2 separate regions of the Mus musculus genome follow, and region 2 is linked to region 1. The links are chromatin contacts, called in public Hi-C maps. All regions are on one chromosome and are shown on one strand. Each heading gives the region's core, a stretch centred on a gene start, on an enhancer-like site or on the middle of the called end of the contact. The rest is flanking DNA. Distances are from core to core; before and after follow the strand shown. Region 1 overlaps Gm32611 (a long non-coding RNA gene). Region 2 overlaps Grik3 (glutamate receptor, ionotropic, kainate 3).

Evidence for each region. Hi-C and Micro-C count contacts between places; a contact is called where the count stands out from the background.
Region 2: a contact with region 1 is called in a Hi-C map of cerebellum, with 1.8 times the contacts expected there. The contact joins two enhancer-like sites. A contact is called at or near these places in 2 of 484 Hi-C or Micro-C datasets (bone marrow-derived macrophages and cerebellum) and 2 of 115 datasets of contacts at active chromatin or transcription factors (embryonic basal ganglia and forebrain).

The regions. Positions count from the first base shown.
Region 1 is chr4:125,158,733-125,162,149 of GRCm38.p6, forward strand. The region is part of intron 2 of Gm32611 (a long non-coding RNA gene); the gene reads left to right. The region is part of intron 2 of Gm40245 (a long non-coding RNA gene); the gene reads left to right. Among named protein-coding and RNA genes, the nearest start is that of Gm40245, 10 kb to the left of the region's middle. Within about 2 kb of position 1,784, at least 20 of the 459 cell types and tissues checked have an H3K27ac peak or open chromatin away from gene starts, as enhancers often do. A contact at or near this core is called in cerebellum, where this site is marked.
Region 2 is chr4:125,510,826-125,514,242 of GRCm38.p6, forward strand. The region is part of intron 1 of Grik3 (glutamate receptor, ionotropic, kainate 3); the gene reads left to right. Among named protein-coding and RNA genes, the nearest start is that of Mir692-2, 7.8 kb to the left of the region's middle. Within about 2 kb of position 1,571, at least 4 of the 459 cell types and tissues checked have an H3K27ac peak or open chromatin away from gene starts, as enhancers often do. A contact at or near this core is called in cerebellum, where this site is marked.

The DNA of each region.
Region 1 (3,417 bases), core at 534-3,033:
AGTTTCCCTAGCCTGGATGTCCTTGAGGACAGTGATGGACCTGTCTCGGCCTTCTGTCCCCAGAAACTGATGCAGGCCCAGTGCCAGGAAGTTGATTAGAGACTGGAGGGAAGGGAGATGGGGAGAGGGGAAGGGAAGCTGATGGAGCGAGGCTTTCTCCGGCATCCAGGGGGCGGGGCTTACGCAGACCTCCACCAGCATCCAGGGCTTCCTGCCCCGTGCCTGTACCCACCCCAGCCTTCTGGGATCCCATCTGTACCGGTCACCCATGGGTGCTCCCCTGTCTCCTGAAGCTCAGCCGTCCCCTTGTCCAAATCCATTTTTCCACCAGACAAACGAGGTCTGGGCCCGCCTTCCCATTCCATCCGACAGGCTGGCTGTCAGCTGCCGTGGCAGCTGCTCTTGTCAGAAAAATTAAGAAGGAAGCAAGAGACGACACAGCCCCTGAGCTGCCAGCCGGGCAGAGACTCCAGGCCGATTTCTGCTGGGAAGGGATTGGGGAGCCAGCCTGGGCCAGTGGGGACATAGATCTCCAATGGTTCTCCTCCCCTAAGAAGGAAGGGTGGTTAAAAGTATGGTTTCCTGAGCCAACCCTCGGGTTGAGTCTCAGCTCTGAGTTGACCCCGCTGTGTGTTTCTTTGGGTCTCACTGAACCTCTCTGGGCCTTGGTTTTCTAGATTCTAAAACAAAATAAGGATAATTAGGTACAAATGAAGGGATTTATTACTAGTGAAATGCTCGGAACAAAATGTGTACCTGGCATCTAGCGTGATGAGTGCCCCTGGCAGTTTACGGAGGATCCCCTTGCCCCAGGGCTTGAGTATGAGCGAGAAGCTCTGCCTTGGCTCACACAGAGCCAGAGTGGTAGGGAGCCACTGGAGAAGGCTTCCTGTATTCTACAGGCCCCTGCGGACCCCAGGCCTGTTCCCTTTGCCCTGGGGACTTCCAGTGTGACAGGGGAGACTTAGTATAGGGACTGGGTACATCAGGAAGGGAAGGCATGAGGAGGATGGTGGCTGGTGGAGAGGACTTTCTGGAAGGCTGGGGAGACCACAATTGGCTGAAGGGTGCAGAGGTGTGAAGTCCCCCCTACCTTTGTTTAAAAAGGGTGTGTTTGTTTGTTTGTTTTTGTTATTTTGTTTTGTTTTGTTTTTTTGACAGGCTTTCTCTGTATAGCCTGGCTAGAACTCACTCTATAGACCAGGCTGGCCTTGAACACCGAGATCCACCTGCCTCTGCTTCCCAAGTGCTGGGATTAAAGGCATGCACCACCACTGCCCAGCTTAAGTTTTGTTTTGCAAGGCAGGATCTCACTCTATAGCCTTGGCTGTCTTGGAACTCATTATGTAGAACAGGCTGGCCTCAAATTCACAGAGGTCTGCCTGCCCCTGCTCCTGAGTAGGCCACTAGGCTGGGCCTAGACCTTTGTTTTGAAGACAGTTTTTTTTTTTTTAGGTGACTTGGAACTCACTATGAAGTCCTTGTTGGCCCCTTAACTCCTGGATTCTCTGTTCCTCTCCTAAGTGCTGGGGTTACAGGCAGGAGCTCTAGTGCCCAGCTGGTCTCTTCAAAAAAAAAAAAAACCAAAAAACAAAAAACATCTCCCTATGTTACCCAAGTTGGCCTCACAATTCCTGGGCTCAAGTAATCCTCCTGTCTCAGCTCCTGAGTAGCTGGGCATGCCACCAAAGCCCTACTAAGGCCTTCCCTAAGGGACTGTAGCACCCAGCTTGCAGGTCACGCAGCAGCTGAGCGCTGCAGGCTCCGTCCAGAAGGGGGCAGCCGCGGCGCGTGGATGTGTGTCAGCTTTGCTGAGCTCCTACCTAGGGAAGAGTCTAGGCAGGAGAGCTCAGACGCCGGTGTTCAGGTTTTCAGACTGGAGCGCCACCGTCACATCTCAGGAACAGTCCCGCTAGAGCGCAAGGACGCCCACAAGAGCAGGGGCCTTTAGTCATTCTCAGTCCTGGGACCATGTTAAAATCACTCCCGCAGTGCTAAAAATCTCCAGAGCCTGTGCCTTCCTCAGATTGCTGTCAATTAGTCTCTGGGGGCGGGGCCCAGGAACCGCAATTACAAAAAAATCTCCTCTGACATACTTAGCAGATCTGGTCGCCAGGATCTGAGATTGAATAAACACAGTCCTGGCTACCTTTTTCTTCCTGAGAGGGAAGTCCCGGATGGGGGGGACAGTCCTGGGAGTTCCTTTGGTTAGGGTTGGTTTCAAGGGTGAGAGGTGACAAAATTGACAGTGGACAAAGGTGCTTGCTCCCACCCTCGGAGGGGGAAGTTCTCAGAGGGCAGGTAGGTAGAATACATGCGTTCTTGAGCATGTGTGCACAGGCATGCTTTGAGAGTTCAGGGTGACTACGTGCCTGCACACACATTTCTCTGGCCAGTACAGGTGCTACATATGCATGCTGGTATAGGAGAGTTATTCATACTCAAGAGCTGCTAAACAACTCCTGTACAAATACGGGTGTGTGCGCACGTGCGCGCGTGCACACACACACACACACACACACACACACACAGAGAGAGAGAGAGAGAGAGAGAGAGAGCTGTGCTTTTTCCCTGGCTCACACGACCCACAGTGTGTGGCTACCTCAGGGGTGGAAACCTGCATGCCCCGTTTCCATGGGTCTTTTCAAGCCTCTGCAGGCGTGAAGCTTTGCTGTTTGAAGGTCTTTTTCCTTTCTTCTCCCGACCAGCCTGATCGATACGCCTCCCTGGTGCAGCCTCCCCACAGACCACACACACAGACTGGATCTGTGCGGACAGAGTCAAGTGTGGGCTTAGAAAAACCCACAACCCTTGGGGCCGGATTCTTTCAGCCAGGCTCCAGGTTGGCAGCTGGCCTTGCTAGTAGCAACCTCCTCATAGCGGATGCAGCTGGCACTGGGCACTGGATACCCACCCAGCAGGTCAGGCCCACCATGTTGAAAAGGATATGGGAGGTCCTAACGCTGGATGGGGACAGAGAACTCCTGGACAGACCAGTTCTGTTGGTGAAAATGGTGTGTGTGCTTACTGGTTGGTTGTTTTATTTGATTCTCTTTGAGACGAGAGTTCAGACCCGATGAAGAGTGAGCCATCTTTATTGTCACCGTGGTGGGAAGTGGAATCACATAGGAGACACACTTTTGGGTGTGTCTGGAAGGGTGTTCACTGAGCAGGGAAGGTCCTCCCTGAATGTGTGTGTGTGTGTGTGTAGTTGGGCTGGAGACATGGCCCATTGGTTAAGAAAGCACACTGTTCTTGTAGACAACCTGGGTTTCTTTTCTAGCACCCACACGGAACAGCCCATAACAGCCTGTACTCCTAGCTTCGGGGAGCCCACTACCATTTTTTTTTTTTTCTGGCCCATGAGACCATATGCACATGGTCCAGCCATCACACGGTCACATAGTTACAGAGAAG
Region 2 (3,417 bases), core at 321-2,820, 350 kb after region 1:
TCCCTTCTTCCTCACACTGCAAACCTAGCAGAAGCCCCGCCTGCTCTGGGAAGCCTTCAGGGAAGCACATCTCACCCCCAGTCCCAAGCCTGTCTGGAGCCCACCCCCAGCCATTTTAGGAGCAGGCATGGCACGGAAAGTCTCTCCTGTCCCATTGGTCTTGCTGGAGGTCTTGTGGCCCTCCTTGCTTGCTTCAGGCTATTTTTGTTTTAGGCTTTAAAAAAAGATCTTTTTAAAATTATTATTATTAAAACAAAGCAGCACACTCACTGTGTATGGGGTCATTCAAGGAATTCTCTGTGTGTGTACCTAATTTTTTTAATCTATATGTGCCCCCTCACAGATTGAATTTTAAGTTGCATTAAACTGTTATACATTTATTTAATTTTTAGTAAACTGACCTTCAGACATTGGACCGTGTCCGTATAGTTTGGGTGCCCCCCTTCTTTCTGCACATTCTCACGCCCCACAGCCTCTCTTGCTTTCTAATCACTCCTCATGACAGGATGCCCTGTGTCCTGCTTCAAGCTGGCTTTTAGTGGAGTTCAGGGAGAAATGGCAGAGACAGGACTGTTCTTCCTGTCTTCCCTCTCTGACTTATCCCGCTTCTGTTTGGCTGACTCGACCTCCCCCGGGGACAGGAAGGAACGTCTCTAACTCAGGGAGGGATCTGGTCTCAGTCTGTGGCGGGTTTCACGGCTATAGAGAGAGTACCCAGACTTCTTACCAATCTCTGCGTAACTCTCATAGTCTCCTTGATGGACTTGTCCCTGCCTTCAGGATAAGGAACAGGAGCCTGGGATGAAGGAAGCCAATGAGTGAGACGCCCAGGCTGGGTGTCCCCAAGACGTGCTACCGATCTGCCTGTGTGCAGTGTAACACTTTTGCTGGTTCCCAGGGGCTGCTCCGGCTGCTCCCAGTTTGATGATTAATAAGTCCTAGTAAGTGTGGTTGAGTGGCAGTCATAAGTGAGATGGACCTGATAGGACCGGCCCCTGCCTGAGGTGGGGAGCCGGCAGCATGCGACTGATGACCTCAGTTCTGTGTCCCCTCATTGGGGACTGCTCTGCCTTTCTGGAGGTAGTGCCTTAAGTGAACACGTGCTGGGTGGAGCTATGCTGAGAATTCCCCCCAAGCACGAAGGTGTCTTTGAGGCAGGGGGAGAAGGTGCAGGTGTCAAACTCAGCAGGGGCATTTTAACAACCACCAGTCTTGCTCGAAGTGGCCAGCTTTGATCGAAGTGGCCGTGGGCTCATCCCTCTAACACGGTCTCAGGGACTAATTGGACCTGGATAATAAGGCTGTTTTTCATACACCCTTTCCAATCTCCTTCTGGACCGTACAGTAGTTTTACAAAGCCAAGCCTTCTGCTTGGGTAGGAGTTGGGAAAAGTTGTGGCTAGAAGGCAGATGGTCCCCTGCTCCAGGCAGGCACAGGCTACTGGGTACCTCACACTGACCATTGGATTCCCTATAACAGGAGTGGGGGCTGTGTGTACTCAGGAGTGCTCTGTGGACATTGTCAGAAGGTGGCTCTCGACAAAGGCTCTCCGGCTCTCCCTTTGCAAGCAGCTGTGAATGCTGTCTGGTCCTGCCGTTATATCATCCCGCTGGCTGGTTGGAGCAGGTGGCATGGGCAGCTTCAGATGAGACTGGGCAGTGTTTTTTTCTTTGCCCGGCTCCAGCTCTCTGTGCAAGTGGATTAAGTTCTGGATCAAATAGGGCCTCTTGCTTTCTTGGCGTTCAGGGCCGGCTTTGCTTCTCTGCCTGCTGGGATACGTGTTGGATACACGGATTATCTCCCATATCCAAACTTGGGGATCCTGAGCCTCCAACTGTTCCAGTATGGGATTTAAGACATCTGGCCTTCCTGGCCTGGAAACAAGTCCCATTTTGGCGACATAGTGCTGATGATATTGGCTCTCACATCAGAGATGTGGAGTGAACATCTTGGGCCTGACACCAACTAGGAGGGGACCTTTGGCATGCTGTCTAAGCCCTGGACTTCATCAGACCCCACAGTGTACTATGGGAAGGGAGGGGTCCTGACTCTAGGAGAGTGCAGATCAGAGTGGAGGCTCAGCCTTTGGGAGAGTTTGTTCCTAGTGTCTGGGAGTCATGCTTGGGTCCCTTGCCCACCCAAGAGGCAGCTAATCTGTGTGGTCCCCACCTCTCAGGTGCCTTCCCCTGGGGCCTAGCACTTCCTGTTGCAGCCATGGCAAGAGGAGACCTAACCCCTTTCTTTGGGCCCCTCCAAGGTTTGAGGGGAAAGGAGCCCACTCAGAGAGAAGGGTGACCCTCGGGTGTCCCTACTGTAGCACACTGTCCCCCCCGTGGGACCACCCACAGAAGCAGTGATGTCTGCTGAACACTATTGCTCACTGGCAGGGATTTAGCGCTTTCCATTTCCCTCTAAGTTTGCACATAAGGAAACTGAGGCCCGGAACACAAATCAAACTAGATAGAGCTGAGTCAGGAAGCCCTCTGTGCAGGGATGTACCTTCACTTTTCGTGGCTTTGTCACTCTGGGAACACAGAGCTAGCCTCATGTTAAAATGCAGAAGAAATTCCAGGTGTCAAAGTGCCACTGCTGCGTGTGGCGGTGTTGGGGGTCTCAGTAAGCAGATGCACAGTAAATGTAGCCCCTCACTTCTGCTCGGTCTGTGGCCTTGGGAGTAAGGAAGGAACAACATGTTTTCTGACACCCACTCCTCTTCCCAGCATCCCTCACTCCAGTTTGTTGTTCTGACCTTGTTCGAGAGACGTCTTGATATTTGTTGCCAGGTAGACAAAACATCTGGAAGATTGACCCATCTTTTTCTTCCGTCCAAATGTTTTGGTGTCATGAAGATAAAGCCACAGAGATGTAACTGCCAGGGCCGGGTTCCCAGAAGGCCATAAAACAAGGGTGATCCCACCGGGCCTTGCGTGCCACAATCCAGCAAAGTGCTCCTCGTATTCAACACATGGTGATTTTTTACAAAATCGCTGAACTAGCCATGTTCTCTGTATTGATCAATAAATTACTTTGATGAAAACTCAATAGGCAAAGGCCTCTGGCTCTCATTCCCTCACAAAGGAAGGTCCCGAATGCTTTTCCATTTCAAAAACCTTGCAGCGATTTCCAGACCCATATTTTTCTCCTCTGCCTGGGCTGGGACCTGCTCAGGCAGGACTCTGATAGTTTGGAGATCACAGACAGGTACTCTTCTGACTTCAAAGCATGGAGGGTGGATGGGGTGTGAGTTGATTTACCCATCAGACCCCCAAAGAACTGGTTTTGCTTTCTTGGACACCAGCTGGGTATATGTGCTGTCACTGTTGTGGGTGAGCGTTGTGAGACCCACATCCTACCGGGATCCGCAGGCACCGTGCTCCCCTCCTGTCTGGAAGAGGCAGGAGTCAGAATGGACCCATA